Regions from separate parts of the Zea mays genome. Here region 2 is linked to region 1. The links are chromatin contacts, called in public Hi-C maps. All regions are on one chromosome and are shown on one strand. Each heading gives the region's core, a stretch centred on a gene start, on an enhancer-like site or on the middle of the called end of the contact. The rest is flanking DNA. Distances are from core to core; before and after follow the strand shown.

What was found. Hi-C and Micro-C count contacts between places; a contact is called where the count stands out from the background.
Region 2: a Hi-C map of endosperm shows a contact between it and region 1, with 8 times the contacts expected there. The contact joins the promoter of LOC100191877 here to the promoter of LOC100282926 in region 1. A contact is called at or near these places in 2 of 25 Hi-C or Micro-C datasets (ear and endosperm).

The regions. Positions count from the first base shown.
Region 1 is chr1:260,552,457-260,557,139 of Zm-B73-REFERENCE-NAM-5.0, forward strand. LOC100282926 reads right to left here and starts at 2,316. Exons shown (of 16, transcript NM_001155831.2): 1 at 1,769-2,316; 2 at 1,530-1,660. The coding sequence starts at 1,902.
Region 2 is chr1:261,124,424-261,129,106 of Zm-B73-REFERENCE-NAM-5.0, forward strand. It overlaps LOC100191877 (N-acetyl-gamma-glutamyl-phosphate reductase), which reads left to right and starts at 2,168. Exons shown (of 14, transcript NM_001137301.2): 1 at 2,168-2,461; 2 at 2,764-2,826; 3 at 2,926-3,066; 4 at 3,166-3,273; 5 at 3,444-3,530; 6 at 3,878-3,928; 7 at 4,006-4,077; 8 at 4,535-4,654. The coding sequence starts at 2,402.

The DNA.
Region 1 (4,683 bases), core at 1,066-3,565:
GCTCATTGCTCAAGAAGGATACCTTTCGGTATTTAGGATCAGTTGTACAGAAAGATGATGATATCGATGAAGATGTTAACCATAGAATCAAAGCAGGGTGGAGGAAGCGGCGCCAAGCATCTGGCGTTTGAGTTCTGTGACAAGAGAGTACCACAAAAGCTAAAAGGAAAGTTCTAGCAATTAAACATGTTATGTTGTATGGTGCAGAATGTTGGCCTACAAGATGTCATGTTTAGCAGATAAGTGTTGTGTTGCACATATGTGTATGTTGCATTGGGTTTGTGGCCATACAAGAGCGATCGAGTCCGAAACAATGATATGTGTGATAGGCTAGGGGTAGCACCAACTGAAGAAAAGCATGTCCAACACTTGTTGAGATGGCTTGGACATATCCAACAAAAACCTCTAGAGGCATTTGTGCATAGTAAGATCCTAAGACACGATAGTAATGGGAAAAGAAGAAAGAGAAGGCCGAAGTTGACATGGGAAGAGGCAAAAAAAGGAGACTTGAAAGGATGGAATATAAACAAATATTTAGCCTTGAATAGGAGCAAATGTAAAATAGCTATTCACATGCATGAATCTTGATTTGTTGGTTTTGTTGGGTTTCAACTCTAGTATACCCCAACTTGCTTGGGACTAAAAGGCTCTATTGTTGTTGCTGTTGTTGTATGGTTCTAATAGTACTTTATATGTTCAGATGTGCTCTAGAGGCATGGTTACTCATAGGATTAACCATGAAAAGTAACTTTGAAGGTAAAGACCTGGTTGCAGACCATTCAGGACAAAATCTATACTGGTGGTTAGTCGTATCAGAAAATGGTGCAGAGAGTAAAAACTCCATGTTTCGTGGAGCTTTTTTGCGATCCCAAACTATCTTGTTTTATTTTCATTAACTTTAATTTGGAAACACTTACATAACCAGAGCAGGGGAGCCAAAAAGTCCATCCCCAATGCATTTGCCATTTTATAGATGAAATAGATATGGCTATTCAAGGAAATCTTAAACTGAATAGCAACTGAGGTAAACTAATTTCTAATCGCAACGCTTTTCTGTGTAAGACATTTTTTCTTCTGTATCTGTGACTGCATTTAATGAAAGCAGGGAAATCAGCAGAAGCTGTATTAGATCATAAATGCTACCCAACCCCAAGCTAACAAGTTGCTGAAGGTAACCAGCTGAGTAGCTCAACGCCTCAACTATAGTTTCTTGTTCAATTTAAGCCAGGGGATGCAACCTACTTTTTGCTATTACGGAGTTTGTTAAAACCATGTGCCTACGGTATTTGGCTTAAGAGGAATATAAACTATAGATTTTCACACTACAAGTCATGGTTTCTGAAATTCTGTAACTTAAAATCAAACAGTTAAGTAGGTTTCACACTACCGTATTCAATTGCTCTAGAAATTGAAGAATAGGGTAAAGTCATGAATTTCTGGTACTGCTGCTAGCTTACAATTCTAAACGATCTAAATAGATTCAACCTTCATTAAACAGCAAGTAAAAGAATGAAAAGAGCAAAGTTAACCTGGCAATGCCAAAGCTGTTGAAGATGGCGGCGCAGGACCCTTGCCCTGCCCACCGCGCCCCTGCTCCGGCGTGAGGTCCTTCACCGCACCGTACTCCGCACTCACCTTGCACCCAGTACGAATCCGCTTGCTGCACCACCGCCGCCGCAGCAAGATCAAGAGAATACGCAGTTAGAATCCCTGATAGGATTTTGAACCACCCGAGGAAAGAACAGAGTTAACAGCTAAGCGAGGTTACCTCTCGGCGTCGGGCGTGAAGAGGAGGGCGTGCGCCGGGGCGAAGAGGTCCAGGGACCGCTTGAGCGACCGGAGGCTCAGCTTCTTCAGAGACTGCGGTTCCACAGGGGGGCCATCCGCCGCCGCCGTTGCCATTAGTGTTAGAAAAGGCGCTATTCCGCGCCCTCCTTCCGCGCTTATACGCTGGGCGACGGGGTACTGCCTTGCCTCGGGGGTAGGCGGTTACCTATGCGGCGCCCAACTGTTGCCGGCGAAAGGTGGCCAGATCCTGCCTGCCAAGGCAGGGATGCACGGGGGCGTAGCGGAGGTCCGGCGACGATGCAGGAGGAGCTAACGTGCGGCAGCGGCGGCTGGTGGGAGAAGAGGCGGCCGGATGGGCGACGGACAGACGGAGGAGACCGAAGGTATGGGTTTCGAGCGGAGGTTGGAGGCGGGATTCAGTGTCGGTCGGAGGGGGCGCCTCGCGCCTGCTAGCGGATGGAGAAAGGATAGAGGAGCCGCCAAACCCTAGAACGTCAGATGGCAGAAGGCGGGTAATTTGCTTGCAAGGCCAGGGCAATCTTGGAACGTAATGATCACTCAGGGCTAGATTGGAAGCATAATAAAACCAAAGGTAATTTGAGGGGCTAGATTTTGAACAAGAATGAGAATCTAGCCCCTCTAATCCTCTGGTTTTATCGCTCGCAAACTAGTCCTGATGGTTGCTCACAACTAAGACGAGAACGAACAGAAACAGTCTGAACCCTCTCTCGTTTCTGTTACATATTTTTTTACCGAGAACGGGAGCGGTATAGCCGGAAATGGTTGCGAGATATACGGTTACACGAAAACAGATTAAAACAAACAGATATTGTCGGCGTTTCGACCCCGGGGGTCCCTGGACCGACGAGTAAATTGTCGCTGCGTGTCCCAGCCCAGATGGGTCGGCGCGAGACGGAACACAAGGGGGAAACAATAAGGGGAATCGCGGCCTCGTGTTGTCCTGCGCTCAGGACGGATGCGCTTGTAGTAGGGGGTTACAAGCGTTCGCGAGGGAGAGAGAGAGAGCCTGTGCGTCAGCCCGTCCTCCCGCGCGGCCACCTTCTCGTATGAGGGCCCTGGACCTTCCTTTTATAGATGTAAGGAGAGGGTCCAGGTGTACAACAGGGAGTGTAGCAATGTGCTAACGTGTCTAGCAGGGAGGAGCCAGAGTCCTATGTACATGCTGACGTGGCTGTTGGAGAGGCGTTGTTGCCCTGTTCATGTGACGTGGCCGTCGGAGGAGCGCTTGAGCCCTGTGGAAGCACAGCTGTCGGGTGCTGTCAGATCCTTGCTGACGTCTCCTTGCTTCCGTAAGGGGCCGAGAACTGTCGTCGTCATGGAGCACGCGGGGTGCCATATTCCTCGTAGCCTGAGCTAGCTAGGGATAGGGTAATGATGGGCCCCCCTATAGCGTGGTCGGTCCGAGCCCAAGGTCGGGCGAGGCGGTGATTCTTCCGAGGTCGAGGCTGAGTCCGAGCCCTGGGGTCGGGCGAGGCGGAGACCGTCGTCCGAGGTCGAGGCTGAGTCCGAGCCCTGGGGTCGGGCGAGGCGGAGTCCGTCTTCCGAGGTCGAGGTGGAGTCCGAGCCCTGGGGTCGGGCGAGGTGGAGTCCGTCTTCCGGTGTCGAGGTTGAGTCCGAGCCCTGGGGTCGGGTGAGGCGGAGCTTCCTATGGCGCCCGAGGCTGGACTTGGCTGCTGTCACTCTCACCCTGGCGGGTGGCACAGCAGTCGGAGCAGGGCAGGCGGCGTTGTTTTCCTGTCAAGTCAGTCAGTGGAGGGGCGAAGTGACTGCGGTCACTTCGGCCTTGTCGACTGAGGAGCGTGCGTCAGGATAAGGTGTCAGGCGATCCTTGCATTGAATGCTCCTGCGATCCGGTCGGCTGGCGAGGCGATCTGGCCAAGGTTGCTTCTCCGCGAAGCCTGCCCGAGCTGGGCCTCGGGCGAGTCGAAGGTGTGCCTGTTGCTTGAGGGAACCCTCGGGCGAGACGTGAATCCTCCTGGGTCGGCTGTCTTTGCCCGAGGCTGGGCTCGGGCGAGGCGAGATCGTGTCCCTTGAGTGGACGGAGCCTTGAACTGAATTGCGCCCATCAGGCCTTTGCAGCTTTGTGCTGATGGGGGTTACCAGCTGAGATTAGGAGTCTTGGGAGTACCCCTAATTATGGTCCCCGACAGTAGCCCCCGAGCCTCGAAGGGAGTGTTGGTACTCGCTTGGAGGCTTTTGTCGCACTTTTTGTAAGGGGACCGGCCTTTCTTGGTTGTATTTCGTTCCAGTGGGTGCGCGCGAGCGCACCCGCCGGGTGTAGCCCCCGAGGCCTCGGAGGAGTGGTTTGACTCCTCCGAGGTCTTAGCGCTTTTCGTGACGCCTCGGCTGGTCTGGTTGTTCCCTCATGTGAACTGGTCGTTGCCCGGGTGCATAGTCAGGTTCCGAGTTCTCGGGCTGGTATGTTGACGCTGTCAACGGTTTGGCCGGAGCCGGGTTTGCGAGAGCAGCCCCCGAGCCTCCGCATAGAGCGAGAGGATGGTCAAGGACTGACTCGGCTTTTATCATACGCCCCTTCGTCGCCTTTCCGCAAGGAGGAGGGAGGGAAAGCGCCATGTTGCCCTCGGAGGGCGTCGAACATGGTGTCTCCAGTGAGTTGCTAACGGGTGATCCGAGTGGACGCCCGTGCCCCGTTCGATAAGGGTCGGCTAGTGGCCCAGAGGCGCGCTCCAAAAGTACTTGCAGGTGATTTGCCGGACCCGTTCGATAAGGGTCGGCTAGCGGCCTTCGTGTTCGTCCCGCGCCCAGGTCGGGTGCGCTTGCAGTAGGGGATTACAAGCGTCCACGCGGGAGAGGGAGCGAGTGGCCTCACGCGAGCGCCTGTCTCGTCCTCGTCCCTGCGCGGCCAACCCTCTG
Region 2 (4,683 bases), core at 918-3,417, 570 kb after region 1:
GACAACTGTTGGGGCTGTCGAGTCCTTGCTGACGTCTCCTTGCTTCCGTAAGGGGCTGAGAGCCGCCGTCGTCACGGAGCACGCGGGGCGCCATCATTATTTGTTTACCGAGGCGAGCCAGATGGGACGCCGGTCTTGTTCCCCGTAGCCTGAGCTAGCTAGGGGTAGGGTAATGATGGCCCCTCTTGTGACGTGGTCGGTCCGAGCCCTAGGTCGGGCGAGGTGGAGGCTCCTCTGAGGTCGAGGTCGAGTCTGTCTTCCGAGGTCGAGGTCGAGTCCGAGCTCCGGGTCGGGCGAGGCGGAGACTGTCGTCCGAGGCCAAGGCTGAGTCCAAGCCCTGGGGTCGGGCGAGGCGGAGTTCGTCGTCTTCCGGGACCGAGCCCGAGTCCGAGCCCTAGGGTCGAGCGAGGAGGAGTTCGTCGTCTTCCGGGGCCGAGCCCGAGTCCGAGCCCTGGGGTCGGGTGAGGCGGAGTTCGTCGTCTTCCGGAGCCGAGGCCGAGTCTGAGCCCTGGGGTCGGGCGAGGCGGAGTTCGTCGTCTTCCGGAGCCGAGGCCGAGTCCAAGCCCTGGGGTCGGGCGAGGCGGAGTTTCCTATGGCGCCCGAGGCCGGACTTAGCTGCTGTCAGCCTCACTCTGTCGAGTGGCACAGCAGTCAGAGCGACGCAGGCGGCGCTGTCTTCTTGTCAGGCCGGTCAGTGGAGCGGCGAAGTGACTGCGGTCACTTCGGCTCTGTCGACTGAAGGGCGCGCGTCAGGATAAGGTGTCAAGCCATCCTTGCATTAAATGCTCCTGCGATATGGTCGGTCGGTGTGGCGATCCGGCCAAGGTTGCTTCTCGGCGAAGACTGGGCCTCGGGCGAGCCGAAGGTGTGTCCGTTGCTTGAGGGGGCCCTCAGGCGAGACGTGAATCCTCCGGGGTCGGCTGCCCTTGCCCGAGGCTGGGCTCGGGCGAGGCGATGTCGTGTCCCTTGAGTGGACCGAGCCTTGACTTAATCGCACCCATCAGGCCTTCGCAGCTTTGTGCTGATAGGGGGTTACCAGCTGAGATTAGGAGTCTTGGAGGTATCCCTAATTATGGTCCCCGACATGATTTTTATGCAAAGTGTGTAGGTCTATTCTCATCTCTCACTTCTCGTCTAACAATAGATCCAGTATGTTATTATACAACAGATAAGCTATGAAAAACCAATTAAGTTCAACGTGATAGAAAACTACACGTGGTGTAATGCTCTTACATAATACAACTTCGCTAGTTGAAGTAGGACGAGCAACTGAGTGAGCTATAAAAAATAGAGACATGTTTTTGTAAACTCATATATTTCTCGTCCTTTTAGTTAAGATAATTGTAATATTTGTTTTTATTAATTTAATATCTGATATTCATTTTAATATTAAATTTATTTTTATATGCATCAGATATGGTTATGTGGCGTTTCAGCGCACGGTCATTATCTTAGTCGCATAAAACTTAAAAATAACGACTACTTTAAAAAAAATTGAGCAGCTCGAAGAAAAACTTCTGTCCATATAGTCTTGAAAAACTCTATTTTAGACCGTGTTTCCATGTATATGATGTTGTGTTCTGGAGTACTCGAAGTGATTGAAAATATTTATTTACAGTTCTAGTTCAGTTTGGTAATGTCACAATAAAAAAAGACTGATAAAATTAGGTATCCTGTGCTTACCAAAGGAGAAAATGAGGAGGTGTTTGTTCTTTCGACTGAAATTTAGTTAGTGTCATATTATATTTTTCTAGTCTTTATCTTTGTAATTAATTTTATAATTAAACTATATTTAATATATATATATTTATTATTTAAACGTCTAATATAACGTGGATGAAAGTTTAGTTGGGTCCAGACACCCTATAAGAGAGGAATCTTAGACATAGAGACGCAAAATGTTTTGTTTAATAGGTCCGTCCGTTTATAAATATATGATACCATTATTTAAAAAAAATTTGATCACTCGTTTTATTTAAAAGAATAGTGACTTATCATTTTTTTATTTGTTTTATCACTTAAAGTTTGTGTTTAACTTAAATTTTTGCATTTTTAATAAATATTATGAATAAAATGAGTGATTAAAGTTTTCAAAAAAAGGTTAATGGAGTCATATATCTATGAACAGGTAATACTCTTTAGGAAGAAGTACTTGAAAAACAAAACTCGAACAAAAAGAAAAAAAGAAAGAAAAACGGTCCACCACACCTTGTATGTGCCCTCCGGCGGGCGGGTCAGAGCTCGCAACTCGCACCAGCACAGCAGCACCGGCAGCACCACCAACCCCAGGGCAGCCGCGCCGCCAGCCACGACAAGCTTAGCAGCCCCTCGCACTCGCTAGGGTATTTATTGGTACAATCGGGTGATCTGCGTGCCGCATCGCGCCGGGACACGGGAGACAATGGCGTTCACGACGCTCGGCGGCTGTGGGGCGCAGGCTTCAGTGCGGTTGGCTCCCCAGGTCAGTGACGGCGATGCTTTTCCACACTAGAGTAGGTAGAGTTGTGTCGTTGAACCCGCGGCTGGGAGCGGGCCAGTCGAGGGTAGATTTGCCCCGCCCGCTGCCGCCGCTCCCCTCATGCCTCGCCTCCCTACCGCACACACGGCCTAGCTTCCCAGCTCGTTCGTTGCCAGGCGCCGGCCAGCCGCAGGCGGCCAGGCTCCGACGATAAATTACATGTGATCTTGTTCGCAGTTCGTGCATATGTGCCTATACGGACCTGACAGTGCGAAGCACTCAAATACCTTTTTTTCCCTGTGCAGAATGGAATCCTTGGATCTAATTCGAAGCCATTCGCGGGCATCATACTCAAGAAACCTCAGCAGGTGAATTAACTTTGCGTTTTCTTTCCCAATAGTAAGATTCTGTGTTGTATATGAACTATGAAGTGCTCATGAAATTCAGAAAATGGTACCCTGCTTTAGGTTGGATCCCTGCCCCTCCGTGCAAGGGGATCCATTTTTTCTTCACCACGCAGGCTTTTCTCCCCTAAGGCAGCAGCCCCTAAATCAGGGGATTCCATACGCATTGCAGTGCTAGGGGCCAGCGGTTATACTGGAGCTGAGGTTGTCCCATCATTCTGATCTCATTTGTATGAGGATTTTTGTCCTCGGTTCTTTTTTGTTTTTGCTAATGTGTTTGCTATACTGTGTTTTTGTTAACAGATTGTTCGGATTCTAGCGAACCACCCTCAGTTTCATATAAAAGTGATGACTGCAGATAGAAAAGCTGGCGAGCAATTTGGATCAGTATTTCCTCACTTGATAACACAGGTGGGAACTTATCTTCTCTCCTCACAATGATCTTAGCCTAGTTATATCAAGAAACAACTAAACCTCTGTGCTGTACTGCATTTCTTTGTACTAGAGTTATCAATCACAACTTTATTTGTTATGTTTATCAAAAATATAAAATTGTTAATTGATTTTCTTCTGATTTGCAGGACCTGCCGAGACTGGTCGCAATAAAAGACGCTGACTTTTCAGATGTTGATGCTGTTTTTTGCTGCTTGCCACATGGTACAACCCAGGTTTGTTTATCGCTATTATGTTTTTACCTTGAATTCTCCATACCTCTTACTAAATTTGTTAGTACAATTGTTATGAACATAGATGCACTCGCAAGATAGTCCTGGTACTTGACCTCCCGTAGGAGGCCCTAGGAGTAAACCAGATCTATTCTTCTTGCTTACCTGCTAATGACCTCCACCTCTCATTATATATAGAGGTGGCTAACCTAACCCTAATGACCTAGCTTATGGGCTTAAGGCCCATAACAGCCCGCAACAACAATACTATCTTAGACTCTGTTGTGCAACATGTGAAGCACTAGATTTTAATACATTAGAACGCACTACCTAATTATATATTTTTTCAGGAAATTATCAAAAGCTTACCCCGACACTTAAAGATTGTTGATCTCTCAGCGGTATGCTCTGCAGTCTGCACACACTCTATTTACTTCTCTAAGTACGATCTCAGTTGTTGAAAAACTATTGCTTACAGGACTTCCGACTACGCGACATCAATGAGTATGCTGAGTGGTATGGACATTCCCACAGGGCACCGGAACTTCAGGTTTCGTACTACTCCCTCCATTTCAAAATGTAGGGCATATTAGGACTTAAAAAGTCAAACATTTTAAAATTTGACCATCAATTAGCCAAAATTTCTGTATAATTCATCCATAGGTTCATATTCTGCCTGTGTGTTAGTAAGAATATAGAATGTTGATTTGTAGTAATTGGTTATATTATTAGAGCTGAAAGACCTTTTTAAATACTAATGCGCCTTATAAAAAAATAAAGGGAGTGATTTTCTCTTCAATCTTGCCTAGTAAGCATTGCCTTTGCTGTCTTGGTATTTAAGCTGTCACAATTGTCCTTAATGATTTGTGCCATTGATGTCTTGTATGATACTTCTTCTAAGTTCTAAGAATTAGGTTTGGCTTTCATAGTTTTTTAATGGTTCTGTTTGTGTCATTATAATATATTTCTTAGAATTTATCTTTATTTTATCCTTTTTCACCTTTCAGGGGGAAGCTGTGTATGGTTTGACCGAACTTAAACGAGATGACATAAGAAATGCACGCCTGGTAGCAAATCCAGGGTGTTATCCCACATCTATTCAACTTCCGCTCGTTCCTTTGGTAAAGGTGAGGTTTAATAGAAGTTTCTGGCATCT